3 separate regions of the Mus musculus genome follow, and regions 1 and 3 are each linked to region 2. The links are chromatin contacts, called in public ChIA-PET and HiChIP or PLAC-seq maps. All regions are on one chromosome and are shown on one strand. The core of a region is the stretch at or near the end of the contact, and the rest is flanking DNA. Distances in the headings are between cores, read along the strand shown.

Region 1 (4,357 bases), core at 696-3,195, 130 kb after region 2:
GAAACATCAGGGAACTCTAAGCAGCAAAAGCTACACTGCAAATTGCTTTCATGGCTCCGGTCCTGGGAGCAGGTACCTGCCTTGCGTTCATCTAAGCACATTAGCGAACTTCATAAAGCCTTAAGTGGCACAAAGGACACTTCATTGCCAGTCCCAGCTCCACCTCCTCTGTCACATATGGGCTCTCTCCTGGGTGTAACAGCAGGTAGAGTACACTGGGCCAAGCTGCAACTGGTGAGTCCTGGCCAGCAACTTGGGGAGGACCCCTGTGAAGTTTAAGAGCTTTCTTATCAGCCTACCTCCCCCACTTGTGTCTCTCCCCCCTGCTAGCTTCCTGCCATAAAGTCCTCACACCTATTAGTGGTCAGCCTGTGCATTGTTTATAACTTGGGCTTCCTTGGTGATGTGTGACAGCCAGCAGTCAGGACTTTCACTCCTTCCTCAGAGCACAGACCCTGCCGGCTGCAGCTGTTGCCACCCCTCACATTGTGCCCTGCACTCAGGTCAGGTGGTGGGGAACATGGGGTTTTCCTTCTGAGGCCACAGAGCTGGGAATCAGTGAGTGAGTTCTCTGCTAACTGTAATCCACCAGGCACAGATGATCCCTGCATACAGTGAGCGATTCACATCATCATATCCACTCACTGCACAGAACACTGGGGCTCTCCAGAGCAGCATGGGCGACTCTAGAGAAGCCCCTAGAAGGCAGGAGAAGGAGCTTTGGACCCAATGGGGATGCAGGAAGGCTCGTATCTAAGGCTCCCCACTCAGGACTTCAGATCACCTGCCCCGGTAGGTGCACCTTGGCTCCTAGGTGCTGACCAGCCAGCTCCCCTGCACTTAGAGCTCCCAGCAAGTTGCACAGAAGCGTGAGGGCATATTAACAGGAAAAGTAAACACAGTGTGAGCAGAGCAGGATCCACAGCTCTGGGGGCTTGCCCTTGTCACGGTCAGTTCCGTAGTAATATTGCTGTCTCTGGCTCCTGAGAAGTCTCCTGTAACTCAGGTGGCTTTTTTTGCCCTGCAGGAATGGCTGCTAAGCCTTCATTCACATGGATTTGACCTTCCTTGTGGAGCCTCCTTACAAGATGAATTCTCAGCTCCCAGAAGCCTGCGCATTCTCTGGGAAGCTACCAGAGGGGTCCCTAATCTTTAGGACATGTCCACAGGTGTCATGAACAGGCTTTGAGAAAGCTAGCTGCCCTGGTGGTGTGAGCCCTGTATCTGTTGTCTCTGTGCTGGCTCCGAGGAGGATGGACCCTCACCTCTGAGTCTCTGGAGTCCTTCTAGCTAGGCATGATGTGGATACAGCTCGACCTTCCTCTGTGTTCCCCACCCTTATCCCAGCTCATCCAACCCCGTCCCTCCAGGGGCCTTAGCGGGTGCTGTTCCTTGTGTCTGAGGACCCTTCCATGGCTGGCCAACCCTTCCTGTCCTTCCTATCTCAGCTCCCACGTCACCCAGCCCTGGAGATCACTTACCACGTCAGCTGTGGCCTGCTTTCCACTTCCTCCAGCCCCTGGCACTCTACAGGGGAAGCAACCAAGGTCTCGGAAGTCACCTCTACTTCTGAGGGCACACACTAATCTTGGGGCCACCCTCACTTCCAAACAGCGGGCTGCAAACTCTGGAGTTCCCACAGCTCTCCTGGGATGGTTATTTCGTAGAACTTGTGTGAGAACTCAGGACCACACTAGCTAGACTCACTGTTTGAATCACCTGTGTGTGTAGGGTTAGGTTTGCACAGGAGGGCGGTGGCTTTACGGGCTTCCTGTACTTCCTTCTTTGTTTGCCAGGGGGCTCCAATGGACCTTGGCGTTCAGAGTTCCCAGACGCTCCATATAGTCAAGATTGGTTAGCTTTCTGGATTGGGTGGAATGGAATCTCAGCCTTTGGAGCCAGGCTGGCACAGTCTCCAGCTGCCTGCCTGGGGTTAGTCTTCCTGTGCCCAACCCCCATTACAAAACCCATAGGGGGCTAACAGTGAGTCACCTCATTAGCATAACAAAGGCACTCCCACTTCTCAGGAAATCTCAAGAGTTTGAAGAAGCTCCTGCCAGGACCCAGGAACAGAGAGCAAATTCTTCAGGACACAACAGGAGAGCTGTTTCTTTGCCTGCCCTAGAGAACGCAGGAAGGATCCTGGCCCTCTCTGCCCACTTCTGTGTGTGCATAGGCCTCCATACACACATGTGCGCTCTCTCTCTCTCTCTCTCTCTCTCTCTCTCTCTCTCTCTCTCACACACACACACACACACACACACACACATGCTTATATACATGCACACATTTAACACAAGCACACCAGGCCTACATTTATAGATATTTGCATGTTTACATGGATTAAAGTGTAACTACTTACATACATACACATGTGCACAGACTACATACTTTGCTTGCATGCAGTGCCTACATTCATGTGTGGTTCTGTGCTCATATGTATTTGTGTTCCAACTTGCACGCTCTGTGCTCATATGCGTTTGTGTTCCAACTTGCACGCTCGCATATTCCTGCTCCTGTGTGTGTTCCTCCTTGCTTGTCATACCCGAATTTTACCGTGAATTTATTTACCACGAATTTATGCATCCATGCCCAGTGGCAGACAGACACATGGAGCCTGTCACAGGCTCCCTAATTCCAGCGTTCAAAGGAGGCAGCCAGCGGGCCAGCAGTAGACAGGTCACACAGCCAGCAAGCTATATCTGCACTGTCTGTCCCAGGTAGCTCACAGGCCCTGCCCTTTTTTACTTATTTGTTTGATTTTTAGACAGAGTCTCACCCTGCACCCCAGACTGACTTGACACTCACTATGTAATCCAAGCATGTCTGTGACTTACAGCAATCCTCCTGCCTCAGCTTTTCATGCACTAGGTTTACAGGCATGCACCACCACACCCAGCAATTTTTGGCTCTCTCTTGGATGCTTTTCCAGCAGGGAAATGGCTGTTCAGAATCCCAGGCCCAAGGAAGAAACCTGTCTATTTACCTTCGAGTACTTTTTTCCCTTCCTGGCATATGTTATTTTCCTCTGGCAAGATACCTGTTTTCTTTGGAACGGTGTTCACAATGATAGCATTTAGTCACAGAAATAGCAGCTGTCCTCCTTACCAGTGACACAGCAAAAAACCGCAGTGGCTCGGGGAGCACCCGTCTCCCTCCCCCAGGCTCAGGACATCCTCATATTGGGCACTGATTACTAAATAAGATGTGTAGGCTCCAGTCATTCCACCCGAGAGGGGCTGCAATCAGACCTTCAGCAGCATGGATCTTCCAAGAAGAGAGATGCGCCTTTTCAAACTGGCTCTTCTGCACGGAGGGAAAAAGGGCCAGACAGCTGTGCTGGGCTCTCCAGTTGAAGTTCTCAGCTTCCACTGTGAAACTTAGTGAATGCCATTTAAAAGAGACTAAATCTCCAGATGCCCCCTGACCCCCTGATCCCTCCACCCTCCCCACCATGTATCTCACCCTTTTGTTGATTCACCCTGAACACTTAGGGTCTGTGGCCTCCTCCTCGGATGACTGATGATTCGATATGCAAGGCCTGGGGGCCATACTTCATCAAACCACAACAGACAGAGAGGTAAGACAGTGACCAAGCCACAGATGACTCACGGCAGTGGCTCACCAAGCCTGGGCTAGGTCCTTCCACGATTCAATTCCCAGCAACCACATGGTGGCTCACAACCATCTGTAATGGGATCTGATGCCCTCTTCTGGTGTGTCTGAAGACAGCTACAGTGTACTCGTACATTTTTTTTAAAAAGCAATAAAAATACCAATTACAAATGGTAAGATGGCTCAGTGTTAAGGTAAAGGCTTCACTGTCAAGCCTAAGGGCCTAAGTTCCATCCCTGGAACCCACACACTGGAGCGCACACACATGCACACAAGCAAATAAAATAATATGTAACAATAACACTATCATAAATATCAGTAAACCCACCAGGATGAAAACGGGGCTCCCCCAAAGAAATCCAAATTAGAAGCTGAAAACCAAGCAGCGTGCAGTTGGCAGCTTGCTTCTGAGCTTGCTTCTGAGGGAGCCGGGAAGCCTTTCTGTGGAGTTTCGGCTTTGTGGCGCGTGTTTTGTTCTCCTTGAGAGAGCCTCGTAAATCAATTGGACACATTTCGCTATAAAAGAAATATTTTATGTGTGGAGTGCTTTCTTGAAGATTTCTCTCTCTTATCCAGGGTTTGCGGAAGTACGAAATAGCCTGTGGATATAATGAGTTGGCCACAGTCCTTAGCTGTGCATGCTGAATATCACTGTTTATGCAGAATTTGAGCGTCAGAGCTTTCTTTGCGTGGATGGGCTGAGGAAAGTATACCCCAAATCATGAGATGTGAAAAATGAATG
Region 2 (4,526 bases), core at 215-2,714:
ATGTGCCCTAGAAGCAGAACAGAACTCTCCAAAAGGATTTGCTGCCATCTCCCCCTGACTGTACAGTGTGTCTGAATCTACAGGGTAGCTGTCTCCTCCAGGTCTCCATATTCCTTCTCACCTCCCCAGTAAGCTCACCGACTCGCCAAGCTGTACTCAAGTCTTGCTTTGGTCTGGGTACCTCTCTATCAAGAGTGAATGTTTCTTTGTCTCCCCAGGGAAGGACATAGAAGAGTCTGAAGACTGCCCAGCCAGCCATGCTAAGTTAGTAGCCTCTCTCATTCCTTAGCAGGCCAATACTGGGACAGTCTGTGGCATAGGGCCAGGTTGGCACAGGCTTGGTGTTCAGATACTTGGTGGTCCAAGCTAAACCCAGTCTCATACCTCTGGACAGAGCCCACTATGCACCCTGGGTTACCCTGATTTCCCATGGCTCGAGTACTAGTCAGGAGACCTAGGGTGTCATCCACCATAGTGGGGGGAGGGGGGGCAAGGAAGAAAAGGTCTCTCTGTCCAAGTTAACTATGACCTTGGGGCAACTTAATTCACTCTTCTCAAACCAGAACTATTGTATTCTGGACACAGATTTTCTCAGAAGAGAGACAAAGAACATTTGAAAAACATCTGAGCAGACACTCCACTTTTCTGTACATTGCTTAGCCAAGGGAGGGATGGGGAAGCCTTCACTCACAGTCCAAGCTGCCCTTATTTTTCCGCGAGAGCGATACGATGCTTAAAGAAATGCCTGCAGTCAGGGTTGGAAATTGCCCATGCGAAGCAAATGGAGCTGGCCTGCCCAGGGAGCTGACGTGCCTGACAGCTCTGCCCGCTGGAGTCCCTTCCTTCCTTCCGCGGCCTCTGATTTCTTCCTTGCCTATACAGAAGACCTAACTACATTTTGGCACACACAGAGGAATGGGTAGGAATCCTCCCAAACCTTGGAGGATAGCCAGAGCCAGGCCCACACTATAAGGGGTCAGCCGAGCCAGCCCAGCTGGAGAGTGACCCCTCCCCTCTCCCTCTCTTCCGATCCCTGAGCTGTTCAGAGGGCTGGAGGCCATCACAAAGGCCTGTGTCCGGAGACTTAGATGACACAGGGATGAAGGAAGTGTCCACTCTTCACTGTGGGCTCTGAAAAGAAGTTGACCTAACATCACGGTGTGATCACAAGCAGGGGTCCCACAATCTACAAAGGACATCTAACTTGCTGGGCAGAGACTACACAGTCTTCTTTGGTTCACACCGTCTTTGCTCCTAGAAACCCAGTCTCCCTGGCTTCGTCTGCTCATACAGGCCTCTAGTTGTCCCACGGGACTGAGGCCGCCCTGCCAGCGAGCAACCAGGCCAAGCGGCTGAGCGAGTGGGCGCGGGAGCGGCTCCTTTAAGGCCCGCGTCAGGCCCGGCCGGAGGGGCGGGGCCTCGGCGAGGCCGCCGCTCAGCTTCACCTGCAGTTCCGAGCGCGCGGAACAGAGGCGCGGGCGGCTGCGAGGCCGGCGGACGCACCGGCCGGAGGGAGCGCGCCGCCGGCCCACTTGGCCTGGCTCCCGGAGCCCGGGCGGCAAGTGCGGGGAAAAGCAGGGCGGGCGCGGGCGGAGCATCGCCGCGGCGAGGGAAGCCGGGCACCGGGCGAGCGCCGGGGCGGCGCGGCGGGGACGATGACCACAGGCTCTGTGCTGCCGCTGCTGCTGCTCGGGCTCTCGGGCGCGCTCCGGGTAAGTTGCCGCCTCTCCGATCGCAGGCGATCTGGGAACCCGTGGGGCTAGCTGGTGTCTCCCGGTCTTCTCAAACCGCCGCCCGCGCTGCGCGAAGCCGCTCGCTATCGGAGCGAGGAGCCGCGGAGCTGAGCGGGCGGGACCCTAGGTGCCATCTCGTTGCCCGATCTGCGCTCCGGGGCCGCCCTCCGTAGTGTAGTACTCGCCTCCGCCGCCCGGCAGTCGCGCATCCCGAGTTCCAGCCGCGCGCCGGGTCGGGTCGGCTGCGCGGGGCGCTCTCCCGGGTCCCGTGGGTGCCGCGGAGCTCGGCTGCAGTGGGAGGCGGAGGCGACTAAGGGGCGCGGGTTGTAGCCGCGGGGTCTAGCAGGTCCTCCCGACTTAGAGAGGGATCGGGAGGAGGGCGCAGCGGGAGCGCGAGGCACTGAGCCCGGGGACTGGAGCTGGACACACTCGCTGTTTCCGCACAGTCTCTGCGCGGTCTCCAGCCGGCTCCCTCGGTTAACTCCAGCTCGCTGCGGGTCTTCGGAACGGCTCAGCGGCAGCTCCCGCAGCGACCCTGGGCGGAGACCGAGTGGCCTGAACCCCCTCTCGTGGCCGATCGGTCCGGTGGCCTGCTCGCTGCCACGCCGAGGTATTCTCTGCGATGAACCAGGGTTGGCGACCGGCTGCTCCGAGGCCACCGGACCATCGCCTTGCGCGGGGAACACGCCCCGGGGGGACAGAAACTTTCCCGGCCGACTTTTGTCTCCCGCGGGCTGCAAGAGCATTTCAGAGCTGCGATCCCCAAGAACCAGATGTCATTCTGAGCTTGGCCGGGGGAAGATCCCCGACCCAGCCCTCCCTTTCCTAGCCTCCGGGGCCGGGTACTCGAGCCCGAGCTACAGGCTGCAGGCTGCGGGTGGCCTCCCAGCGGAACCCGGGCGGAGCTGTTGCGCGCAGCTGGAGGACTCGGCCGGCAGGGAGGCGCGTTCCGCTCTGGCGGCCCGCGAAGCTGAGACTGCAGGGTGCTGGCTGCGCCCCCGGCTCCCGGAGCTTGCTCACCAGGGATCCGGAGCCTGGTGCGCCTTCTTCTCCTTAGCGGAGTGGATTAGTGGGGACACATGCTATCTCCCTTGGTTCCTGGCAGCTTGGGTGGAACCCCTTGCCCATTGCCTTCCTTTCTCTAAAGATGCAGACTCCAGAGGAACAGAAAACCCTTCTGGTCTGTTAGAGGCTTCTGGTCTTTTCTGCTCTCCTGACGAGGCTTTAAATGGGGGCTTCAGAGTGAGCAAGAGTCCAGGACCTTGTGTGGGTGAACTTCACACACACACACACGCACACGCACACACACACACACACACGCACACGCACACGCACGCACGCACACACACACACACACACACACACACACACACACACACACACGAGGACCTTGCCTCCTTGCAGCCTAGTGGCAGAACTGGTCACTATCCGCTCAGCTTGGAAACAGCCCTGGAATCACTGAATTTGCCAGCTCCCTTTCTTGGAACTCCACCCCTGTGGCCTGCAGAGGGAGGCTTCCTCCTCACCTAGCCTAAAGGCAGAGCTCTGCAGCCTGGAGAGATGGTTCTTAGCAGAGCTCCCTCTCTCTCCACGGGCCTGGCTTTGCCTGTGGATGGGTGAACGACTGGTGATACCTTCTCCTCCTGCTGCTGCTGCTGCTGCTGCTGCTGCTGCTGCTTGCCCACTTCTGGGAACCTCTCTGCCTTTTCCCCCTGCCATTCGCCAATACGGCCCCTTTGGTACCTGGTCTAGGCATCAGCTAACCCTGTGCTTCCCATAAAAGTAGGTTCGGCTTTCCAGTTCGGGGAAACTCCTCCAAACCTGGGCCAATACAACCTGAAGTCCCCCAGAGAGCAGAGGATCACCACCCCACCTCTGGGTGGGGATGGTGCTTTACCTGCGCTCGTGGGCAGAGGCTTGTGAGGTGGCCATGACAAATGTAGGTTGGATTACATTGCTGTGAACTTAGGTTGGCTTAACAGTCTCCTTTCCATCCCCAGGCCCACCGTGAGGATCTTACAGTCAGAGAGGCCTGTAAGGCTGGCTTCTCCGAAGAAGGCTACACTGCGTTGATCTCCCCGAATGTCCTGGAAGGAGAGAAACTACTCAAAGGTAGTGTGGGGTGTTTGAGGGGTGGAGGGATGAAGTGGAAGGCTTGGCTGGCCTTGGAACACTGCTCTCTGCGGAGAGATGGCTGTGAAATCGATGCGGTTCCGGTGGGCCGTCTTTGCGTGTGCTGAATGATTCGGGAGGCCTGCCTGTCATTTTGGACTGAGGTGAATCATTTCCTGTACGACAAATGAGAATTTGGGTGGAACGCTGTCACCCAATGCTGTGCAGGGAGACTTCCTTTCTAAGTATTTTTATGTATGAGATGCAGGACTCTTAAATTATCCCCACTTCGAAATGCGTGACAAAGCAGACGATGTTGTTGGGAGCTCGGTAAATAAGCCCACAGACGTTCTGCTCACAAATGTGGCATGTGGCTTTCACGACTGCCCCTCCAGTGACAGAAAAACCCACGGGGAACGGTATCCATGAGCTTCTGGAATGGCGGTGTGCAGGGGGCAGAAGGAACTAGATGGCTGGAAAACTCATTGCAAGCCTATCTGTTTTCCTTTTCCAGACAAACTGATTAAGCTCTTTTTGGTTTCATAGGGCAGGAGATAAGAAGCTGGGTTCTAGGGGTTTACAGTCTAAGAGCTCTGGCTCGTGACCTCTAGTTTCCTAGAAGTTTGAACTGTTTTCATGGAGACAGGGAAGTGGGCTTTCAAACAGGTATAAAAGGTGAAT
Region 3 (4,935 bases), core at 2,073-4,572, 220 kb after region 2:
TAAAGTATCACAGGGGGTGGGGGTCTACCATCCAAGATGGACAGGTATCTGCCATCCAGGACAAACGGGTGTATGTATTAATTGGGCATCCACCATGCAGGATGGACAGGTGTATGTATTAGTAGGGTGTCCATCATCCAGGATAGGCAGGTATCCCCTGCAGGCTCCAGATCCTACAAGGAAGACTGTTGAAAGGAATGATATCTCTGAGTCTCCTTCCTTCTTTTTCCTTTTTAAGGATTTGCTTTCCTTACTTGCTTATTTATTTGCTTACTTACTTTTTATTAGCTATGTGTCTGTGTGTGTGTGTCTGTGTGTCTGTGTGTGTGTGTCTGTGTGTCTGTGTGTGTGTGTCTGTGTGTGTGTGTGTCTGTGTGTGTGTGTGGACGTGTGTGTGTCTGTGTGTCTCTGTGTATGTGTGTACGTGTGCACATGAGTGCAGGTATCCATGGAGACCAGAAGAGGGCATCAACTCCCCTGAAACCAGAGTTACAGGCTCCTTTGAGCCATCCAGTGGGGGTGCTGAGACTCACACGTTGGCTCTCTGTAAGAGCAGTATACCTTTACCCCCTGACCCTTCTCTCCTGTATCCCATCCTGACCACCTGAGACATCTCTACGTTTGTTTCGCTTCATGTACACAGAAACCATGCTGGGTTTAAACTTATTAAAAACTCGCAAATTATGACATCATCTCCTCATCTGTAGCAGGGATTTTTTTTTTTCAAACTCAATGCTGCTTTTGAGTCTCCTACATCCTTTCAGTAGCTGTCAATCAAATGAGTGTGGCATGATGGGATCCTTTGTTATTGCCACGCCCCATCAGGACTCCTGCCTCAGCCTTCCTACCCGGGAACCTGGAAAGATCCTCCTGTCCTGTGCCTTGATATTAGAGCTGACCATAAAACTTAGCTTCAGGGTAAAATGTGAGTGGAAATGGTGCCTGTCCCCAAATGCTGACCCGCCTCCCCTGTGTGGCTACTCGAAGTCTCAAGTGAGAATCAATCAGGGAAAAGCCCTTAGCACTGTGTCCCCAGGGGCACAGTGGACCCTGAGAGAATGACCTAAGCTGAAGGAGACTTGAGCTGGTGAAGGCTGCTTGTTGCTACAGCAGAGCCACCCTCTCCTGACTAACAAAGGCACTTGGGATTTGGGGCTGTTGGGGTAGCAAGGCTGACCCTCCCTGAGTTCCTGACTCACAGGGCAAAGCGGTCTCCTGGACTTCCTGGGTCAAAGTCAACTGCATGGACCCCACCCCCAGCAGGGCCCACAGTCCATGTGCTCCCTGTTCAAGGGAATCCGCATTCTCTGAGCCTGCCAGCCTGTGAGTTACTTCCCGGCTTCTGTTAGCTGTGGATCCACTCACACAGAAAAAAAACAATTCTGCAACAGCCCTCTTAGTGAACAAAATTCATGTTGGTGCAGTGTTAGAGGTCACTTTATATTAGTATGAAAAACATAAAAACATCGCTCAGCAGCAGGGTAAACTTTTACAAACACGTGGAGAATGTTTACCATCAGGACAGCTAGTGTGGTGCTTTGCGGTGTGGTGCTGGGCAGGGCAGGGCGGTGGGGCGTGGTGGGGCGGGGCGGGGCGGGGCGGGGCGGTGCCACCGGCCCTTTGTGCCACAGACGCTCTAACAATGTTTATAAAGTTCCCGTGACTCCGAAAGTGACAGCTTCTTTTGTCGGCAGGAGTGGGGATGGCAGCGTTTAGTTGAGTGATAAAAATGTTACGTTTGCTAATGTCATTTAGCTCTGCTAATTTCACAACCTTAATAGGATTCATTTGTCACTTACGACATTGCCAAACCAAGCAGTTTTCTTTCTAACTTAGTTATAAAATTTAAAAAAAGAAAAGAAAAGAAGAAACCCACAAAGCAACAAAGCTGATGGCACCTCGGATCTGTAGCTGCAGACAAGTGGAGAGATCAAAGCAGGGCTGCTCTGTAGCAGACACTCCAGCAATTAGGGGCGTTCTCCTGAGCCAGTGTATCAACTAGCAGGGGTGAGCAAGCGGGAGCACACTTCACATGCTCCCGGAAGCTGAGGAGAAGAGTGCAGTGCCGGCCAGGCTCTTCCCTTCCTCCGCAAGGATTCTCCCTCTACACATAACCTCTTCCTGGTCTTTAAAGAGTTCTGCCCGAACCCTCCACTTATACCCCAAGGCTCTGTAGCTGGTCCCGAGTGGAAACAGATTGTGCCATTCTCTTTAGATCTGTAGTTCTGTCCGAGAACGCTGGCAGTTCCTGGAGATGCATGTGGTTGTGACAGTGGTGTGTGTTGGGGCTCCAGCCATTCATAAGTCACAGGTGGGAGTCTTCAGACACTAAATTTCATAGTCAAGAATTGCCCAGCTCCAAATGCCACCAGAGCCACTGAGGCTGTGAAACCCTGCTTAAATGGTGCTTCCAAATGGCATGCTTAGCTGCTGTGACTTGGGACTTCACTCTGTGCCTACACTGCTCTGATAGCAGCATGCCAGGGGTCACTTGACAGCAGTAGCTATCATGACCGTCCCAGAGACCAAGTCACCTGCATTTGTACCCCACATCGCATGGTTTTCCTCAGCCACACCACCACTCCCGTTTCCCAGAAGACATTAGGGACCAGGGGAACATTGTGGGATAGTTATGCAGAATAAGCAATATGAATCTGACTTCAGCCCTAGGCGCACACCTTGCCGCCCTGTCTGGTCGCAGAAAAGAGGGTCTTGTCACTGGCCCCAAGATATCAGTCACAGTTAGAAGCCCTAAGCATGGAGAAAGGACAGACCTACTACTGGAGTCTTAGAACTTGCCGGGTACAAATGTAGTTGAAGCCACCACACATTTGCTGGTTGTAGAATTAAACATCCCCTTGCTAAGGGACTGTGAGTCTGCCCTCCAGAGGCTGTCCCAGGCAGCGGCAGCCGCTGGATGCTGCAGGGTCAGTCTGACTGTGTCTCTGGGCCCTTTTCCGAGCCCAGGGCATTTCATCAAAAGGAACGCTCCACGTGAGTCTCCAGCTTCTCGGAGCAGCACTGTGGCCATTTACGGCTCCCCCATGAGAGTAACCACTGCTTTTAAAAAGACCAAGTGGTCTGCCGTGTTAAAAAATTACCTTTAAAATGCTGAAATTATGGCCATGTCCAATAAGTGTGCATTTGGGAAGTGGCAGTAAATTCAACGAATGGCCAATTAACATTTCAGGCGCCACAAGCCACCGCACACTGAAACTCTGATGGCCTGTCACCAAGAAGCGGGCTTTTCCCCAGGGCTCACACTGTGGGTTTGTCATGCCCACCGCCCTGGAACTTCCTCCACAGGGCCAGCTGTGTGCATCACTGAGCACTGGGCTCTGCGTCAGGTCATGCCTAAGCACTGAGTCTCTCCTCAGCCATCAGTTCTTGTTCTTGGAAAGGCCAGCTGGGAACGTAGACTCCTTTTTCATGGCCGGGGTAGAAATCTCTTCTCCTGTCACCCTTCACTGTGCGACTGCCAGAGTTTGGCAGGAGAAAGCAAGACATCTCCTGGGGTGCAGCCAGTCACCAGGCACTGGGGATTGGGGGGGGGGGGCAGCTTTGTTCTACTGCCTGGGACTCAGTGACTGAGTGTGTGTGTGTGTGTGTGTGTGTGTGTGTGTGTGCGCGCGCGCGCGCGCATATATGTGGAGGCTATAGTGTGAGGTGTGTGTATGTGTGTTTGTTCATGTATGTGGGCTACAGTGTGAGGTATGTGTACAAACAGGTTCTTGATCAAACTTAGCATTTGTTTGGGACCAAAAAGGAAACTCTGCAGTAGCTGGTTCTTCCTGCAGAATGGGAAGTCCTATCCTCTGTCCATTTCTACTCTGAAAACAGGAGAGGGGTGTTTGATGGAGAGCCTGTACCTGGGGAATACTGAAGAACCACGGAACAGCCAAGGGAGGAGGCTTGCTGGACGACTTCAGAGCAAGCTTGGGGCCTGGAGATCTAAGATTCAAGGGGTACAGGGAAGGAGGGAGGGAGGGAGGGAGGGGGATGTCTGCCTGGTAAGCACCCTGCTTAGACTTGGAGCAGAGGGGCCAACTGTGTAAGGAAGAAAGAGTGTGCATGGGCAGAGAGGGTGGAAGAAAAGCCACAGAGGTGGGGTGGGGTATTAAGGCGGTGGGATTAATCCCTCCCACCCCAGCTCTGCAACATTTTAAAATTTAATTTTGAACTATTGAGTTGAAGTTCTTGGGGCAACATTTTACTCAGACGGGTTGCATTTTCGTGGCATAAAATGTCTATTAAAAAATTAAAATGTGTTTACAGAAACATAAATTCTCAGAGTGTCTCAGATAAATTGCCTCTAAAAGCACACATCTCTCAGCAATTCAAAGGGAGCAAAATGAGCAGCGTTTGATGCACGCGAGAGGCCCAGCCTCAGGTTTTAGGGTAGCTAGTGGTCCATCTCCAGGCTCGAATGGGAATTAAGACAGGAAAAGTCAGGACGAGGCTAGGGTCGGCAGGTGGCTGTAAGCTTATCTGCAGACTGGTGGACAACTGCATGCCCACAGGGTGGAGTTAGCAAGACCTGGGAGCTGGAGCTTCCCGGACAGGAGTCGGGCATCACGCTGGGTTTTGCTGTGGAGCAACTGCAGCAGCCCATCAGGCAGATTTCCTTGATGCAAATGAGCTGGTGGTGGCAGCAGCCCTGCCATATGAGGCTTTGGTGGGATCATTGTGAAAGTGTCCTAACACCAGGGTGAGCTAGCAGCCATAGGTGTGGAAAAACCATGCAGCAGTTGATTGGGGCACTGGTGTTCCTTGGGCAGGATAAGAGATGTCAAGTGGGGAACGGGGAACTGCCACCTGCCCAGCTGTTCCTCTACGAAAACTTGAGTTGGAAGGACAGTGGGACCCTCCTTGGTGGAGCACAGAGTCCCTTAGAGCCACAAACACCCTTCCAGACTATGTCCACAAAGAAGATCT

What was found. ChIA-PET counts read pairs in DNA pulled down with a chosen protein or histone mark. HiChIP or PLAC-seq counts read pairs in DNA pulled down with a chosen protein or histone mark.
Region 1: a contact with region 2 is called in an H3K4me3 HiChIP or PLAC-seq map of embryonic stem cells, with 37 read pairs. The contact joins the enhancer-like site here to the promoter of Cdh4 in region 2. A contact is called at or near these places in 18 of 484 Hi-C or Micro-C datasets (cerebellum, cerebral cortex, embryonic stem cells and 3 more), 12 of 115 datasets of contacts at active chromatin or transcription factors (embryonic forebrain, embryonic hindbrain, embryonic stem cells and 4 more) and 4 of 9 other capture datasets (adipose tissue, embryonic stem cells, liver and 1 more).
Region 3: an RNA polymerase II ChIA-PET map of neural stem cells shows a contact between it and region 2, with 8 times the contacts expected there. The contact joins the enhancer-like site here to the promoter of Cdh4 in region 2. A contact is called at or near these places in 1 of 39 promoter capture datasets (stem cell-derived epiblast-like cells), 5 of 484 Hi-C or Micro-C datasets (cerebellar granule neurons, cerebral cortex, embryonic stem cells and 2 more), 18 of 115 datasets of contacts at active chromatin or transcription factors (astrocytes, craniofacial prominence, embryonic basal ganglia and 10 more) and 3 of 9 other capture datasets (adipose tissue, liver and pancreatic islet).

The regions. Positions count from the first base shown.
Region 1 is chr2:179,569,441-179,573,797 of GRCm38.p6, forward strand. The region is part of intron 2 of Cdh4 (cadherin 4); the gene reads left to right. Among named protein-coding and RNA genes, the nearest start is that of Gm52541, 49 kb to the left of the region's middle. Within about 2 kb of position 1,946, at least 48 of the 459 cell types and tissues checked have an H3K27ac peak or open chromatin away from gene starts, as enhancers often do. A contact at or near this core is called in embryonic stem cells, neural progenitor cells, neural tube and 3 more, where this site is marked.
Region 2 is chr2:179,440,967-179,445,492 of GRCm38.p6, forward strand. Cdh4 (cadherin 4) reads left to right here and starts at 1,465. Exons shown (of 16, transcript NM_009867.3): 1 at 1,465-1,712; 2 at 3,734-3,845. The coding sequence starts at 1,656.
Region 3 is chr2:179,660,954-179,665,888 of GRCm38.p6, forward strand. The region is part of intron 2 of Cdh4 (cadherin 4); the gene reads left to right. Among named protein-coding and RNA genes, the nearest start is that of Gm36066, 140 kb to the right of the region's middle. Within about 2 kb of position 3,323, at least 17 of the 459 cell types and tissues checked have an H3K27ac peak or open chromatin away from gene starts, as enhancers often do. A contact at or near this core is called in neural progenitor cells and neural stem cells, where this site is marked.